Regions from separate parts of the Mus musculus genome. Here all the other regions are linked to region 1. Evidence: chromatin contacts called from public HiChIP or PLAC-seq and promoter capture Hi-C data. All regions are on one chromosome and are shown on one strand. Each heading gives the region's core, a stretch centred on a gene start, on an enhancer-like site or on the middle of the called end of the contact. The rest is flanking DNA. Distances are from core to core; before and after follow the strand shown.

Evidence for each region. Promoter capture Hi-C pulls out the DNA fragments that hold promoters and counts their contacts. HiChIP or PLAC-seq counts read pairs in DNA pulled down with a chosen protein or histone mark.
Region 2: an HNF4G HiChIP or PLAC-seq map of pancreatic cancer cells shows a contact between it and region 1. The contact joins the enhancer-like site here to the promoter of Diras2 in region 1. A contact is called at or near these places in 4 of 39 promoter capture datasets (liver, neutrophils and pre-B cells), 4 of 115 datasets of contacts at active chromatin or transcription factors (bone marrow-derived macrophages, double positive thymocytes, embryonic stem cells and 1 more) and 1 of 9 other capture datasets (adipose tissue).
Region 3: a promoter capture Hi-C map of neutrophils shows a contact between it and region 1, with 3 times the contacts expected there. The contact joins the enhancer-like site here to the promoter of Diras2 in region 1. A contact is called at or near these places in 4 of 39 promoter capture datasets (cranial neural crest, liver, neutrophils and 1 more) and 1 of 9 other capture datasets (liver).

What each region holds. Positions count from the first base shown.
Region 1 is chr13:52,529,459-52,532,186 of GRCm38.p6, forward strand. It overlaps Diras2 (DIRAS family, GTP-binding RAS-like 2), which reads right to left and starts at 1,378. Exons shown (of 2, transcript NM_001024474.2): 1 at 962-1,378.
Region 2 is chr13:51,761,795-51,764,522 of GRCm38.p6, forward strand. Sema4d (sema domain, immunoglobulin domain (Ig), transmembrane domain (TM) and short cytoplasmic domain, (semaphorin) 4D) reads right to left here. Exons shown (of 16, transcript NM_013660.5): 2 at 1,458-1,526. Among named protein-coding and RNA genes, the nearest start is that of Sema4d, 31 kb to the right of the region's middle. Within about 2 kb of position 1,412, at least 72 of the 459 cell types and tissues checked have an H3K27ac peak or open chromatin away from gene starts, as enhancers often do. A contact at or near this core is called in double positive thymocytes and pancreatic cancer cells, where this site is marked.
Region 3 is chr13:51,884,908-51,887,635 of GRCm38.p6, forward strand. No RefSeq gene overlaps it. Among named protein-coding and RNA genes, the nearest start is that of Gadd45g, 40 kb to the left of the region's middle. Within about 2 kb of position 1,369, at least 95 of the 459 cell types and tissues checked have an H3K27ac peak or open chromatin away from gene starts, as enhancers often do. A contact at or near this core is called in neutrophils, where this site is marked.

The DNA.
Region 1 (2,728 bases), core at 128-2,627:
GCTTTTTTGCTGTTACTTAGAAAATAGTCATTTAAAATAATATTTTATGGGTTTTTTTTTCTTTTAAGCAAATCACAAAACTTCTGCTAGTATAAACTAGTATGCACGGGGGCCCGATTAAAAGCTAACAAGAACCAAAATGTGAAATGAATTCCTAAACAAGGCTGGCTGGGCACGGATTCCTCCACCCAAGTTATACTGTGTTCCACCTTTGAAGGCATGGAACAACCGAGATGTGTGGTGTCCAGTTCCAAAGATCCCCCAACCCCAAAGAATATGAACTGGGACATGGAATCGCAAAGCAGGGTGGGGAAGTCCAACCCTTGGGCAGCCAGCTGTCATTGTCCTCTGATGGAGACCCACGTTCTTCTGCCTGGACTAGATGCTGAGACTTGCCTGAGCTCCCACCGGGAGAAGAAGGGGAGTCCCGTGGATATCCCAAGCCTGGTCTTTAAAATAGGAAATGAGACATTGGGGCGGGTCCCTTTCCAGAGCGTTAAGTCTAGAGGTTGGGATCCAAACATCAGGAATCCCCTAGCCATTTCTTCTTGGCTCTGAATGTTTCTTTCTCTAGCTGTACCTCTTTAGGAGACTTTTCCTAAATCGATGGAATCTTCCGCATTCATTAGAATACCTGCAGTCAAAGAATTTCCCCAACCGCAACTCCTGTTAGGACGGGATCCCTAATCTTGGGTAAGACCCTGAGGTTTTGCCCCTTCAAAGCAATGTTAGGTGTTCAGTCTAACGTTCTCCCAACTGAGCTATGGCTTCGTCCTCGCCCTCCCCTCCTGGAAGGATGCAGGATGAGGCTGGCTGGTCCCCCTCTCCAAGTCCTGGGATACATACTGATCTTCAGCCCCAGAGAGTAATCCTGCTCCTCTGGCTCCCAGGACTGGCCAAAAGCGCCGGGCACCCGCGAGCTGTATCCAGCTCCAGCCGAGAGCCGTGGTGGCTTGCTTACCTGGGGAGAGCCGGCTCAGAGCCGCAGGTCTCCAGGCGCAGCTCCGGGACCCGCTGCGCGCAGCGCGATGCGGTGGCTGCTGAGGCGGAGTGCGCGCTGCTCCCGCCTGATGACGCTGTCAGCTGCCCTGCGCCCCGCACCGCCCTGTGCACCGCACCCCCAGTGCAATGTCCAGAGCCCTGCACCTCCAGTGCAACGCCCAATGCAACGTCCTGCCCCCTGTGCTGCCCCTCTCTGTCTGCCCCTCTCTGCCTTATGCACCCGCCCGAGCTCTCTGCACAGCCTTACAACCTCCAGCACCGCTCCCTGCACCGCCCGCACGCGCGCCTGGCCCTGTGCAGTCCTCCCACGCGGTGCTCTCTGGCTCTAGCCTCCCGGCCTCCGGCTCCACCCTCCTCAAGCTCCTGCAAGCACAGTGGTTGCTCGTTGCGGTGGCCTGCTTTTCACCGGGAGCCTTCAGCTGCCCTCTACCGAAAGCTTCTGGAATAGATGACAAGAGACTAGAATTTTCTGAAAATTAAATGAATCAAAAATCATTCCGTTGAAAGGACAGTGGATTCCTGTGTTTAAAACTATGCTCCTACCCTAGTGTACTTAATCACTGCTTACCACGCAATAAGACTTGGTCACTGGGCAAGGTTTCTGTTCCTGTAGCTGTGACAAAAACAAGCTAAGGAAAACTGGGTTTGCTCTGGCTCATAGTTCAGAGTAAAAAAGCAAAGCAGGAAAAAAAAAATCTTGAAATGGCTGATCACATCGCATCGGTAATCAGAACTTAGACGACTGTGGAAGCACGCTGCTACCGAGATCAATTTGTATAGTCCAGGATCCTGTACCCAGGAATGGTCTAGCCCACAGTCAAGACCGGCCTTTGCACAACACTTAAGTAATCAAGATAATCTCTCCTCCCACAAGCCTGAGGCCCGTCTCCAGGTGACTCTAGATTCTGTCAAGTCGACAATAGTAGTCACATGTGCTAAATCACAAGACAGCCTGTCACTTAGAGGTGCCAAGAAATTCCCTGCCTGAAAGGCAACCATACTACAAGAATTCAAGCGTTTTAACAGGACAGGGCTCTGACATCACCTCTTTGGGTAAGCTTGGGGGACCACGCTGCTCAGCAGCTTTTCATGACCATTTCAAAGAATTAACAGAGAGAGAGAGAGAGAGAGAGAGAGAGAGAGAGAGAGAGAGAGAGAGAGAGAGAGAGAGAGAGAGAGAGAGAGAATATGCTGTACTGACATTTTGTAAGCGCTGGACAGGAACATCTACCTATATCATACTTGCACTCTATGGCTGGAGGAAACTCTTTTTTTCTTTTTTTATCCTTATCTTTGTCCTTTGGTGATGTGGTAAAAGAATTACAAAATGGGGCCTGTATCTTCTAAATTAGGCTTAGCTTACAGATTCTGTAAGCTATAATATAGTCACTTTTCTGTTTGGGTAAGTTCTGGAGTCCTGTAATTTCAGAGGATATAATCCTTTGAAGTTGGTTTGCAAAGCAAATCTCTGCCCTGCTATTCACAGGAAACATGTTTGTTTGTTTGTTTGTTTGTTTTGAAATCTTACCTAAGATATGCTTTCACTATTTACAGTTAAGATAACATCTTTGTTCCTTAGTTCAGCTTGACTCTGGCCTTAGTGCTATGGCTACTAAAATAAGAAGGGAGTAGACCATTTTTAACAAGGCCATTTGAGAGTGGCCTTCACAAATGTAGCCCTACTTTGAATATGCCTGTGAGCAGGAAGTCCACATGTCCACAGTCT
Region 2 (2,728 bases), core at 162-2,661, 770 kb before region 1:
TGTCCTGTTTTCAAATGCTTCACTGTGCTGTGTTCTTTCTCCTTGTTGATTTCAGGGAACAAACATGCACACAGTGGAACAGCAGATAAGGGCTCGACTATATCCATGATGTGAAAGCAGACGCTTGGACAAGCCTCCGAGCCACAAGCCCAAGTGCTGTGCTAACAGCCGGCCAACCCAACGAATGGGGCTTCCAGACAAGACTCAGACACTTGAGATATGGCGGGAGACAAAAGCCACGTTAAGAAAGCCCACTGAATGCAGGTGTGTTCCTATAAACCTTCAGTCAGAGCCTCTAGGCCCCTGCTGTGGAGGAAGATGTGGGGTTTGACTGGCTGCTCCGCATCCATGATTTGGTCAGCCAGGAAGTGGCAGGCACTTGGGGGACCTGGGATGGGGCAAGCAGTGACAGGAGACTCGAATTGGTAGGGAGGAGGTCACAGACAAAGCTGGAGACACTCCTGAGAAAATGGCTGGGGATGCTGCCTTCACCATATGGAGTTTCCTCCTCACACATGTCAAAAAGAGTACCAATACTCTCCGGGAGCTACTGAGACGGGATGGCATAGCTACTGCCCTTGCAACAGGGCCCATATACAACAGCCTGTTCACCAGTCCAGTCACACTAGTGTAGTGAGTGTCCATGAAGGGCTGGCATGTCATCTCCACAGACTTAAATACTCCATGGTCACACAGTAGCTGGGAGCACTGGAGAGAAGCAAGGAAGCTCTCTCGGGAGGGAGACAGGCTACCTTCAGAGACGCAGTGCATGCTCCTGAAATCCCAGGGGATTTTTTTAGGTGGAGCAGTATAAGGGTAGATAACTCATGCCAGGACTCAACCCCAGCTCCCTCCTGTCTTGCCCGGAAGCTGGTGCTGACTCAGGTGTTTTGATGGTAAATTTCCCTTGTCAACAGATGGGATTTAGAGTCCTACGGAAGCACGCACTGGTGGGTATGTCTGTGAGGATGTTTCCAGAGAGGTTCAACTGAGGCTGAAAGACCAGCCCTGAGTATGGGTTGTTCTATCCTGTGGGGTGGGGTTCCCGGCTGAATAAAGAGAAGGCCAGCTGAAGTGCAACATTGTTTCCCTCGGCTTCTGCACTGCAGATGTGGCCAGATCCGAGGTCTCAAGCTCCTGCTGTCCACCTGCCCCTGCAGGCTTTGTCCTAAACTGAGCCAGAATGAACCCTTCCCTCCTTCCTTAAGTTGCTGTTGTTGGGAATTCAACAGAAAAGTGAGCAATTCACCATCTCAATATGCTTTACCCAGAAGCATCTTGCTGGCAGCCATTCTCCCTCCATCCACGCGGAACCTTCAATGCCCCCATCCCTCACCCAGACAGGCTTTTCTAGGTTCTCTAATCGCACCACGGGGCCAGCTATAGACCAGACGGACTGCTGACTCATGGGGCCACCTCCCAAGGAATCTTCCTTGGCAGTGGATTTGGTTACTCACCTAGGGATCAGCACTGTCAGACATGTCGGTATTCAGGACTTGGCTGTGTTCCTGTGGTGTTACCAGGGTCTGAAACAAGAATTGGAAAGGGGGGATGAGCAGAACCCAAGTGAATCAGACACGCACACACTAACATATGCGCATGAGACTCAGGAACAGTACTGCCCAAGAGAGCAGTCTGCTGTCATGTGCGGCACATCAGCACATCTGCCAGGTGAACCACACAGGGCAACTGCCACCAAGAACAGGAAGGTGCTGGCAGTGTCTGCCCCGCCCTGACTTATTTTCTCAGAGCTAGCCAGGAAGCAGAGCAGCAGAGTGTCCCCAGCGCAAACTAGGAGAATCAGCGTGTGTGGAGTGGGGCAGGCTGTGAAAGATAACATTTTGAGGCTGGAGAAATGGCTCAGAGGTTAAGAGCACTGACTACTCTTCCAGAGGTCCTAAGGTCAATTCCCAGCATCCACATGGTGGCTCACAACCATCTGTAATGGCATCCGATGCCCTCTTCTGGTGTGTCTAAAGACAGTGACAGTGTACCCATAAACATTAAATAAATAAGCAAGTAAATAGATAAATACAAAATGGCATTTTAGGTCAAGGAGATGACTCAGTGAGTAAAGGTGCTTCCTCCCTCCCTCCCCACCCGCCCCCCCCCCCCATGACATTCTGAGTTTGATTCCTGGGACCCACAAATGGGAAGAGAAAACTGACTCTCACAAGCTGTCCTCTGACTTCCACATGCATGTTGTGATGCACAAACAAGGAAACATTTAAAAAAGCTTTAAAAAAGAATGACATTTTAGCACATTTCCAATGCATGCCCTGAACTAGAACCACACGTTAAGAAAGGCCAGTGTTAGCACACAGTCAACCATTTTAAGCAGAGGATAGGGAGGGATGAAACCAAGACTACTCGAACTTGTGGGCTTAAAAAAAAAGAAAAAAAATCAAAGCAGGAAAGGTTTTACTATGCAATACACAAAAGACACAGAAACAGCAGGCAGAAAATGCCAGGGCCACCTTTCATAAGGTCTCCTGGAACCTGCACAGCCCCTAACCAGAGCATAAAACTGTAGAGGGCAAATCAGAGATGTTGACAGTTTGGTGTCATTAACTACATGAGGAATAAACAAGGTGTCATTACCACTTCTAGGTGGACAGGGATCACCAGGGCCAGGGATGGGGATGGCCCAGAGACCTCCCAACACAGTCGGGAAGTTCCTGCCATATATCCTGCTACTGAAAGAGTACCTCCCAGATCCCTGTGTTGA
Region 3 (2,728 bases), core at 119-2,618, 640 kb before region 1:
CACACACACACACACACCACATATGTATACACACATACACCATACACATATGCACACACACTACACACATATATACATATGTACATATACACACACACACACATATATACACATACACCATACACACATACACATACCACACACACACACACACACACACACACACACACACATACACACACAGAAACACACACCCACCTCACACTGTCTATGGAGAAATTACTTTATCTACCTGCTCTGCTATTTGTGCTGTGTTGGTGAAAGATTAAAAAAATGTGCAGGGACTGGAGAGATGGCTCAGTGGTTAAGAGCACTGACTGCTCTTCCAGAGGTCCTGAGTTCAATTCCCAGCAACCACATGGTGGCTCACAACCATCTGTAACGGGATCTGATGCCCTTCTTCTGGTGTGTCTGAAGACAGCGACAGTGTACTCACATACATAAAATAAATAAATCTTTTTTTTTAAAATGTACACTCTAAATTTGTGTGTGAATCTGAGGAGCAAGAAGGCTTTGCTGTGAAGAGCTCAGTGTCAGCTGAAGAAGCACAGAGGACAAAGGCATTCCATGGTCACACTAGGGTCATTAGACTCCTGGGACTGGTGTTTGCTCGTGTACTGTGAGTGTGTGCCCCGGAGCAGTGGGAGCGTTTGGTCACATGTGGGAAGTATTCATATGTGGTGAGTGTGTGCTCACATGCAGTACAAATTTTCAAGTTCTTATGCGGTGGGAGTGTGTGCATTCACGTGTAATACACATGTGGCATGAGCCGCATGTTCATACTTGATGTATGTGTGTGTTTGACCAGTTCACATGTGGTGAGAGTTCATTCATAGCGAGAGTGTGTATACAGGTGGTAGGAGTGTGCGCTCACACACATGGCATGAGTGCCGAGTTCCTATGTGGAGTGAGTGGTGTGTTCACACCCAGTGGGAGGGTGTTCACACATGGTGTTGAGTTTCATGTTCTTTCTTTGCCTTTTCCTTTGTGGGCCTCGGCTTATCTGCACAGTGGCATCCTTGCGGCTGCCAGTCGGTGTGGCTCTGCATATGGGTTGTGGGTGGGAGTAGTCGGTCCCCAAACCCTGGTTCTCTGTCTCCTTTCATGTTTTCTCCTCCCTATATCTGTGGGTCTAGTGAAGAGAGATTGAAAGCCAGCTATGGCACCCACCTATAATCCCAGCACGGAAGAAACTGAGGCAGTGGGATCATGAGTTGGGAATATTGTTTCATAAACAAAACAAAAAAACCAAAAGCAAACCAAACGTCTGCCAGCCCCAGAGGCTTTGAGCAGCTGTGTGGAGTAGGTCCCTCCTACCCAAGCTAGGAGAGGGAGAAGCTGTTGCCACACTGAGTCACTGAGGCCTGTGTTGTTTCCACAGGAAGTGAGTTCCTCCGGCTCTTATGTTTATGGACACCTTGGGGACAGGCACACTGCTTAGTTTCTCTTGTCTTTGCAGAGTCTGGCTGGTGACAGACACATCTCCAGCTACGGGTTTTATGGGAGTATATGCATGAGATATAAATACACGGTCACGGGCCAACAGGAAGTTGTGAAGTTTTTCTTATAACAGAAGAAAGAGCTGAGATTAAACTCCGACATCAGCTCAGCACTTGTAGGTAAATACACGAATAAAATTGAGACATGGAGAAGCTCAAAACTGCACATGTACTTAATTTTTAGCCTTAGCCGCGGGTCAGTCTGCTGAATCCCCATTCAGATTGCCTTAAGGAGAGTTAGCAGCTACAAATGTTCAGATGTGATCAACAGATTAGCAGGCTCTTGAGAAGTTATCCCCAAACCCTTTATAGATGGAATTCAAAAGTGTGCTGGGCATCTATTTTCAGCCCCAAGAGATAGCTTGGATGCCTTTCTATCCGGTGTACTGAGTTTGATTTAAAGGTTTGACTGAGAAAACACCATGCCACAGATGCTTAAGTCTGCACATAATGGGATGGGCACCCAGCCATCGCCGGCCACATTTCAACTCTGGATGTTCAAGAGATGACGTGGTAGAGCGGCTTTCAGGAGTTAAAGCTTTCTTCTGAGCCTCTGACATGTCAGACTGCGGATTCCAAGTTTATGGCTGTGTTTGCTAATGTCTTCTGCGAAAGACGAATTCCTTTCCCAGACATGAGAATGCTTGGCTGAGGAGCACGGCCTGGTGGGGGAGACTTGTTTTGCTCGGACCTTGGATGGTGGAGGCTGTGGTTGTGTCTGTGGTGAAGAGGTTGTATTGCCTCGGGTTTCCTCCTCTCCTTCCCTTCCTAGACCTGGAGTCATAAAACCAAGGTAAACAGGAGCAGAAGACTCTTCAGCTTAGGCAGGGATACCTTCAATGCTATGACTGTCTTCAAGTTGTGAGATGGGGTTCTGTTTCCTCTCTGACTTGCACAAGCTCAAGACACAGAAAAGATTAGCCTCTGGTTGGTACACAACTCTCTGTGGCTCACATGAGTGATAGTTTCTTTTATTAAAATCCTGCCCACTGGGCAGGCTGAGGCGTCTGACTGTAGGGTACAGATGTCTGGACTGTAGCTCTTATAGAACAGAAGAAAGAGATGTGAGTGGTGTTATTCGGGAAGAGGATGCAGAGAAAAAGAGCCCACTTCCTTTAGACTCAGCAAAGCACCGCTATTCTTAGTCCATTTGTAACAGAATATCCAGGGTAGTTTATAAAGAATAGAGAATTAGGTCTTACTGTTCTAGGTTCGGGGGAGCTCAAAAT